Linked DNA regions of Pan troglodytes: all the other regions are linked to region 2. The links are chromatin contacts, called in public Hi-C and HiChIP or PLAC-seq maps. All regions are on one chromosome and are shown on one strand. Each heading gives the region's core, a stretch centred on a gene start, on an enhancer-like site or on the middle of the called end of the contact. The rest is flanking DNA. Distances are from core to core; before and after follow the strand shown. Region 1 holds the start of STAG1 (STAG1 cohesin complex component). Region 2 holds the start of MSL2 (MSL complex subunit 2). Region 3 has its middle 50 kb from the start of IL20RB.

The links. Hi-C and Micro-C count contacts between places; a contact is called where the count stands out from the background. HiChIP or PLAC-seq counts read pairs in DNA pulled down with a chosen protein or histone mark.
Region 1: a contact with region 2 is called in an H3K4me3 HiChIP or PLAC-seq map of stem cell-derived excitatory neurons, with 7 times the contacts expected there. The contact joins the promoter of STAG1 here to the promoter of MSL2 in region 2. A contact is called at or near these places in 1 of 7 Hi-C or Micro-C datasets (stem cell-derived neural progenitor cells) and 1 of 1 datasets of contacts at active chromatin or transcription factors (stem cell-derived excitatory neurons).
Region 3: a Hi-C map of stem cell-derived neural progenitor cells shows a contact between it and region 2, with 2.9 times the contacts expected there. The contact joins the enhancer-like site here to the promoter of MSL2 in region 2. A contact is called at or near these places in 1 of 7 Hi-C or Micro-C datasets (stem cell-derived neural progenitor cells) and 1 of 1 datasets of contacts at active chromatin or transcription factors (stem cell-derived excitatory neurons).

Annotation. Positions count from the first base shown.
Region 1 is chr2:139,982,269-139,985,168 of NHGRI_mPanTro3-v2.0_pri, forward strand. STAG1 (STAG1 cohesin complex component) reads right to left here and starts at 1,582. Exons shown (of 33, transcript XM_016942001.4): 1 at 1,183-1,582.
Region 2 is chr2:139,435,770-139,438,538 of NHGRI_mPanTro3-v2.0_pri, forward strand. It overlaps MSL2 (MSL complex subunit 2), which reads right to left and starts at 1,372. Exons shown (of 2, transcript XM_063806247.1): 1 at 981-1,372.
Region 3 is chr2:140,235,186-140,238,165 of NHGRI_mPanTro3-v2.0_pri, forward strand. No RefSeq gene overlaps it. Among named protein-coding and RNA genes, the nearest start is that of IL20RB, 50 kb to the left of the region's middle. Within about 2 kb of position 1,561, at least 9 of the 24 cell types and tissues checked have an H3K27ac peak or open chromatin away from gene starts, as enhancers often do. A contact at or near this core is called in stem cell-derived neural progenitor cells, where this site is marked.

The DNA.
Region 1 (2,900 bases), core at 332-2,831, 550 kb after region 2:
TTACAAATCACACAACTTTGTGCCAATTCAGATACTTTCTCGAGTAAACACTATTTTTGCGAAGATGCAAGTCTTTCTAGTCAGAATCACGAGAATAAACTCTATCCATCTTAACACCAACTTTAACAGCAAATAATTTTTTTTATCACAAATTGCGTTTTTTTTTTTTTTTTTTTTTTTTGTCTGTAAGTGTCCAAAACTATCCCATGACTTAAACTCCCGGAGCACGATTCCCTGCAATGTGAAGAGAATCGATAGATAACATTTGAAATGTGGGTAGATGGGGGTGACGTGACAATCCTAAAACCTGAAAATTTCTTAGTACCCATACCATACAAGAAGCACCCAGTTCGGACCCTGCAAACGAGGCTCAGGTCCAACTCCAAGCACTCTAGTTTCCCACCCCGCCCCCACCTCGAGAAAGGAGGGAAAACAACTTTTATTGGCCTCGTCTCTCAGGGGACTGGCAAACTAGCGGGGCAGTGCTTAGGCCTGGACACGTTTCACAAGGAGGCCCCCGTCGGGGGCTGAGAGGGCAGATAGCTGGAAAGCCCAGCATTGATGCCCCATCTCCCCCAGCCGCCACCCCCCTGCCCCACCCCGCCAACAAGAAGCCTGGGCCAGCCGCCCCGCCGAGCGACCCCCCAGGCCCCTCCGCTGAAATGAACTCGTTGTCATGTGACGCCGCCGCCGCTAAAACACCGCAGAAACGCAGGTCGGCGGGCGGCGGAAGGCATTCGCGCCAGCCCGCGTCGGCCCGGCCCCGCTGGGCGCGGGCGACTCCCGAGAGCCCGGGCGGGGGGGGCGGAGGGCGGGCTTGGCGGCGGGCCCGAGCGCGCCACAAAGGCTTCCGCGCCTGTCGCCGTAGTGCCCGGGCGGGCGGGGGCAAAATTTTTGGTGCCCGCGGGAGGGGTGGCAAGCGACGAAGACGCTGGGGTGCCCACCGCGCCCACAGACGTCTCTCCGGGCACTCGGACGGCCCACGACCGCCGCACCCCGCACAGGCCCGCGCGGCCTCCCTCCCCCGCACGGGGCCCGCGCCCGGCCCGCCCGCTCGCCGCTCGCGCTCTCTCGCTCTCGCCCGGCCTCCATCTTGGATCGGCGCTTCCAGCCCCCGCGCCGCTGCCGCCGCATTCCCCCTCTTTCCCGCCCCCCGCCGCCGTCGCCGCCGCCCGCACTCACCTCAGCTGCCCATCCGGGCGCCGCCGACCATCGACCTAGTTTCCCCCCAAAAGTCTCCGGTGTGTTATTCCCGATGTGGGGGGGTTGTTACGGGGTGGTCGCCGGGGGTTCGGGAGCGGGGGCCGCGCCTTCAACGGAGCTGCAATCCTAACCCGCCATCTGGTGGCATTTTCCACACGCCAATGGCGCCGCTGCAGACTTGGGTCCGGACCGCCCTCTGCTGGCCGCGGTGCTCACTGCCTTGCTGACGGGACGGGCCTGCCCGGAAAGGGGAGGGAGCTGAGGCGCGAGCTAGGGGCCGCGGCAGGGGCGCGCGCAAACGCTTTCCAGTGGGGATTGCGCGCACGCGCACCAGCGGGGCGGGAAACGTGGCCGCTGCGTGGCGGCCCCGCCCCCACACGGAGCGCTCGCGCAGTTCAGCCAATCGCGAGCGGCGTAGGCTTCTGGATAAGGGCGCTGTGGACGGTTCTTGGGCCGCCCGAGGCTGGCGGAAGGACGGCCACGGTGGCGCCTGCGCGTCCGGCTCGCCGAGTTGCCGCCCGCCATTTTTGGAGCTTCTTGGAGAGCTAGGCAGGAACCCGCTCCGGGTTCCTTCACCGAGGCTCCTCCCTAGGTCTCAGGGCCGGCGCTTTCCTCTGTTCCCGCCCGGCTCCTGCTGCCCCCATCCGCAACTCTCGAGACGCCCTGCGGAAACCCGAGGGTGAGGCCGCGCAGATCCCTGCTCCCACTTGGATTTAGCAAGGGCCTCAGAGCTTAGCATTGTATTCGCGATTTACGGTTGACAAGCGCTTTCACCAGGCAAGAGTGAAAAGGTTTCAAAGGGACTATTGGGGACTTCCCTCGCCATTAATCTAGACGAAACACCGCCGGCCCTAGGCCGATTGGCGTCATCCTGCCTCTGTAAAGCACATCTTTCCGTGGTGTCGGCTTTGCATAAGGCGGCAGCATTGGCTAGTTTGTGAGAAGAGAATATAACTAGACTGAGAAGATAGACTCAGCTGTGAAATTGGATTTCTCCCTCCACAACCTAGGACTACTTTCAGTAGCTCTGAAATACACATGAGAATCTTAGCCTTCTAGATGCCAAAAGAGAAATAATCAGTAAGGTGAAATCATTAACAAACTATTTATGTTGAACGTCGCCTCTTCCCTGATCTCCACCTGCCCGTCCGTGGCCATGGATCCCTACCTTTCACCTGCTTACAACTTTTCACCACAAAAGTGAATCCTTACTCTCCTGGATCATTAGCCCCGATATGACTAACTTCTCTATCGCTATAGCCAAGTCTATTTCAGTATGGAATCGCTCAACTACTTTATAGTCTTAAGGGCCTGTCTCCAGTAGGTTACCCCTATTTGTGTTTTCTCTCTCAAGGATTTGCAAGATGTGTGGCTTTTCGCTGGAGAAAGTCATAACTGACCAGATTGGATATGAATTCGTGACTGGACTCCTACTTATAATTTTCTTGCGCTTTCTTCTAATCTCTGGCTGATCTCCTATTTTCCACAAAGACTGTTTCAAGCTTTCCATGTTGTTAAAGATGCCAGTCCCAGTCCATACTAATAGATAAATTCATCCAGTTTCCTGGGCTCAGAGCTATGGGACTCCAATTCCGGTTTGACCTTCCCTCCATTATAAAATATCTGTGACCACCTCCTGTTCGTGATCCCAAAACTTCTAACCAAATTAACCCAGAACCCTTCTCTCCAAAGCCACT
Region 2 (2,769 bases), core at 122-2,621:
TCAGGCCTCTGCTGGCGGCGACGACGACCGTTACCCCAACGGGCAAAGCCACTGTCATCCCCGAGACTCCCCCGCCGCCGTCGTCGCTAGCGCTCGCACGCATGCGCAGAGCACACTCTCACCCCTCCCCCCTTTCCTCTCCCTTCGCTTCCCTTTTCCCTTGCTTCTCCTCTAACAACCCCCTCCACAGCCTCCCAGAGCTACCGGCTCACTCCACGCATGCGCAAGCTGCTACCTAGCTCCGCCGCCTTTCGCCCTTCCGCGTGCGCTTTGACCGCCCACCCAGAAAACCGGATAAACACATCAGCCCGCTCGCGCCAGTCCCTCACCGCTGCCAACCCACCCTGGGCTCACTGCGCATGCCTGGCTCTCCACTTCGACTCTCAGAATGGAGCATGCTCTCTGCGAGCCGACAGCTCTCTTCGCCCCTCCCCCACGTGCTCTCAAATTCCCTCTCCCAGGCATGTGGGCTGTGGTGAAACATTCGTTAGCTGGAACATCCTTCCCCAGTGTGGGCTGCAGGCTTCCCGCATTACACTGCTTCTGTGCCCGCCAACGCCGGGGCCCGACTTGGTAGCGCCATGTGGCGCTCTGCACTGGCCTGAACGCGGCCTCTCGTCCTGACTGACCGCGGTGTGAGGAAATAGCCGCGCCAGGCCCTAAGCCCCGCCCTCGCGGCCTTTCTCCTGGAACCGCTCATCCCGACCGCGGAAAGGGCGCAGCCTCGGCTGGCTGGCAGGCTCTCGCCGAGCCGGGAAGGCTGCAGTAGTCAACGTGGCTGCGCGCCCAGCAGGCGTGCGGACGGCTTTTGCCGGGTCGGGGCCGCGTTCCGCACCTCTCTGCGGTGGTTCGCAGTCAGAGGTCTCTAAGGCCCTGGCAGGCTGTGTGTAAGCGTGGAGGCTCGAACCCACCGCCCCCTCCTACCCGTCGGACCCGCGCTGTTCCCACGGCCTCTGGCCCTTGGACTCGAGCGGCCTCACCTTCATGGGCGCCGAGCTTCAGGACTTCACCGAGCTCTCACCGGAACAGAGTCCTGTTTTAAAAACAAAACGAACTCCTTTTTTTTTTTTTTTTTGAAAGACCTAGCTTTTTTAAAAGACCTAGCTCTTCTGTGTGAACAGATGTCTTGAAGAATGCATGATCTTGCTCTAGAACCAACCCAAATCCTTGCAAATGTTTTGTTTTTTAAAACAAGCTTTTGCCTTTTGTTTTTGCAGGAGATCAAGGGCACTGGGATATAAATGAACAAAAGCCTGACTTAGTAGATGACTTCCCTCCCATCTCAAAGTACAAAACCTTTTTTTGAGTAGCACAAATAGTAACAGGCCATAGGAAGCATTTCTTATCTCTGTACACACCAAAGCTCCTCAGCATAATTTTTCATGCACAGTAGGTACTCTATACGTTTGCAAAGTGAAAATTATGATGCGTGTAAATCTATTGTGGCACATGCTACCTATGTACACAGGCACGTATATGGCACATGTAAATGTGGTACGTGTTAGTTACAAGCTGCCACTTGAGGTGAGTAGGAATAGTTAAGATATCAAGGGAACACATACAATCTCGATTTATAATTTCTATTACCATTTGGAAACAGGTTTTTTTTTTCACAAGACCTACCATATTATCAACACTTAAATATTAAGCAGTAAGAATCTAACTTCCTAATTTTGATTAGCTGTGCAAACTGTATTTGGTTGTCTTATACGTGGAAAATGACAAATATTCTAAAAGCCACTCTCATTTTTAAAAGCTTTTTTTTTTTTTTTTTTTTTGCATAAGAGATCTTTTCTAAGCTCTCCTTCAAATAAAATTGTTACACGGTTCTATTTTTACTCCAGACTCTAAGGTCTTCTCCCACAACACAGAGGTTGTTCTCCCCAAAAGGAGCAACACAGAGAGTAAAATAATCAGCACTGTTTTCCGTTAAGACAATAAATTAGCAGTCACCCTAAGCAAGTGATTACTTGCAGGGCATTAACCTTGCTAATTTTCTCATAACTGGATTTTTACAAATGTCTTCAGATGTGTACACCCCAAATTAAGATTAATTCTGTTGATCATTCGTGTGCATGGACGTGAGTGAGAGAGAAAACGTGTGTTAAGCCAGTTCTTTTTTAGCTTCTGAAATTGGTTGCAACTGGTAATAAGAGTATTGTACTTAGAGGCAAAGAATCTTGAGGTATATTCTCTTCTAATATTTATTGGCTTGCTTGAGCCTTGCCTAAAAGGGAAACAAATGAATTGTTTACAGAAAATGAAGTGCTTCAGCAAAGAAACTATCAACAGGGTAAACAGACAACCTACAGAATAGGAGAAAATGTCTGCAAATTATGCATCCAACAAAGGTCCAACATTCAGAATCTATAAGGAACTTAAAAAAATCAACAAGCAAAAAACAACCCCATTAAAAAATGGGCAATGGACATGAACAGACACTTCTCAAAAGAAGACATAGGCCAGGTGCGGTGGCTTATGCCTGTAATCCCAACACTTTGGGAGGCCTAGGCAGGCAGATCACCTGAGGTCAAGAGGGTGAGACCAACCTGATCAACATGGTGAAACCGCATGTCTACTAAAAATACAAAAAAATTAGCCAGAAGTGGTGGCAGGTGCCTGTAATCCCAGCTACTCCAGAGGCTGAGGCAAGAGAATTGCTTGAACCTGGGAGGCAAAGGTTGCAGCGAGTGGAGATCAAGCCACTGCACTCTAGCATGGGCGACAGAGCAAGTGCCAAAAAAAAAAAAAAAAAAAAAGAGAGAGAGA
Region 3 (2,980 bases), core at 311-2,810, 800 kb after region 2:
GAGTTTGTAAGTCACGGTAAAATGAAAAAGTAGAGCAGAAAACGGGGGCTGGGGGCAGGTTGCAGCCTCTTCAAAATGAAAGTGGATGGAAACAATGGACCCAGAACTACCTGTCAGATAAGTCCCTGCATAGCCACATGGTGTGAGATATTATGAGAGATTCTAGAACAAAGTAATTTGGCAACAAATCCGTAGGTGTATGTAGTCTAAAACAAAAACTTTATTGAGTATTTATACCTTTGTATTGATAGTGTATTTTTTGCAACTATTATCAGATAAAGCAAGTAAATAATATATATTTTGTATATTTTGATAAGAATCTAGATTTTAGGATTAGTGACAAGGAAGGCTAATTGTAGGATCCCAAATTTGACTAAGAACAGGGCACTGTTGGAACTGAATCAAACATATTAATATGAAGTCATGTCTTTATGAAACATGACATTAAAAATATTTTGACTTTTTTCCACTGAAATGGCCCAGGAGAAACGTCACCTCCACAATGCATCTTAATGCTAAGATTTTGGTTTCTAGTGTTAGTTTTCTCCCAAAGGAGCCAAAGTTTCTTGGAGCAGTAATGGATGCCGTGTCAGTTTGGAGTTGAAAGGTACAAGGTAATCTTAAAACACCTATACCTTTTTGAGACAGAAACCAAAGCATTAAATAAGGGTCATTCAAAATTACACAAGGAACAATCTATACAGGGCTCCTCCTGGCCAAAGTTGGGACAATATAAGCACCAGAAGGAGAATATTGGCTGGCACAATTGATACCATATATTTGAAAAGTCATCAGTCCATGACACCCAAGAAGAGTGAAGCTACCATAATGCATTCTCAGAGAAGATGAATCTAATAGAATGCATTTCTACTTGTTATTCAATCGTGTTGGGCTTATCGACTCGTTTATTGTGTCAATGAGGAATACCAGTAAATGTAAATCCATCAGTCAGAAGGCATTTTTTCTCCTCTAAAGGCTCCTCTCCGCCCCTTAACGTCCAGTCTTTCCCCACTTGGCTCTCCCTGTCCTGTCAAGGGGTTCGGTGGAAAAGTCTTTTAAGTTCCCTTCACAGAAGAATTGTAGACTCTGCCGGTCTAGTCTCTGGGCCAACCCTCCCCGTCTCTTTAGTAAAGATGTTTTTTATTATTTTCCTTGTGCCGTATATTATCCTTAGGCTAGAGTAATTTTCCGGGCCTGCAGACCTCTTGGTTTCCTTTCAATCTAGAGGACTTGATCCCATGGCCAGCTTCGGAGCTCACCAGGAGGCGAAGACCCATTACATCCACGGGCGTCTGGCGCCACCTTGTGGTCAGTGCTGAAAATGTTTTCTGTTCCCACTCGTAATGAAACTCCCTGGGCTTCCTGGATGAAGAAAGGAAAGCTCAGGTCGGTTTCCTAGAATAATAACTCAGTTACACAGTTTCCACGGGCTTGGTCCTTAACAAACCTCCACTGTCACTGGTGGAGTTAGAATTTAGCAGCCACCTTCTCCTCGCTCTGTGTCTGTATCTGTCCCGAGCTCATGGTTTGGGGCTTCACGCTGTACCCACGGCTCTCGCTCTTTTCTGGGACCTTGGCCTCTCGCACTCTCCTGTCTGTTGATCTTTCCACCATGCTGCCATTCCCTACCTCTCGGAAATAGACTTTTTTTGGATGTCTTTTTTGTTTTCCTTCTGTGTGACCTATTTGTAGGATCCCTTTACTAGACTGACTTTCCAGGAGTGTTCCTCAGCCCCCGCACAGATCAGTAGGGAGGAGCCTGCCTGCTGCTTGCTCATGCTAAACCAGCGTGCTGCCCAGCCTGTGAAGTTTGGAACTGGAACACTAGAGTTGGCCCCAAATTACAGCTTTCTCTTCTGGCTCCTGGGACTCCCAGTTTCTTCAGCAACAACAACAAAACCTGGAAAAACGTATCCTTGCCAGAGGTGGGAGAATGAGGGTCACAAAAGGAAAACACGGACCTTTCTTGTCTCCCCCGGTGAGAGGTTGCAAGATCAGGTTGTAAAACCCCATTAAGGAGGACCTTAGAGGAAGAACTGAGCAAGGAGCCTTCTCAGGTGCCTGCAAACATCTCCAAGAGCAAAAGTATAAATCCTCATATTGTGGAGGAGGTACATGTTCCTGGTTCCTTCACTGGACCTCATTGAGAAAATTAAACAAACAACAACAACAACAACTACGTTAAAAAACAACCCCCAAAAACAAAAAAACAAAAACAAAAATACCCTGGTGGCCGGGCGCGGTGGCTCACGCCTGTAATTCCAGCACTTTGGGAGGCCGAGGCGGGTGGATCACCTTAGATCAGGAGTTCGAGACCAGCCTGACTAACATGGTGAAACCCCGTCTCTACTAAAAATACAAAAATCAGCCGGATGTAGTGGCAGGCGCCTGTAATCCCAGCTACTCGGGAGACTGAGGCAGGAGAATCCCTTGAACCCGGGAGGCAGAGGTTGCAGTGAGCTGAGATCCCGCCATTGCACTCCAGCCTGGTCAACAGAGTGAGACTCCGTCTCAAACAAACAAACAAACAAAAAAACCATCCTGGCGTTTGGAGAAATGAGTGCCTGAACAAACCTCAGTAACTTCTAAATTTTGCCTCTGTACTTAAAACCGCTCCTCTAGGAAGTGGCCACATGCCTCCAAATTTCCTGGAGATGCCAGCCAGTCTTCTATGAAATTGCCTCAGTATAAGATTAGGCCTACAAAACATCATCTTGAGTTTCTGGCCCTAGGAGATCACTGCCCAGAAAGTAGGCCCCTCTGATGTCATCCCACCTGCATCAATCACGAGGACAAGCTTTCCCAGGTGAAATCATTTCATTGACATTAACTGCTCACTGTCTCACTTGAACTTTTTTTTTTTTTTTTTTTTTTGAGATGGAGTCTTGCTCTGTTAACCAGGCTGGAGTGCAGTGGTGCTATCTTGGCTCACTGCAACCTCCGCTTCCCGGCTTCAAGCGATTCTACTGTCTCAGCCTCC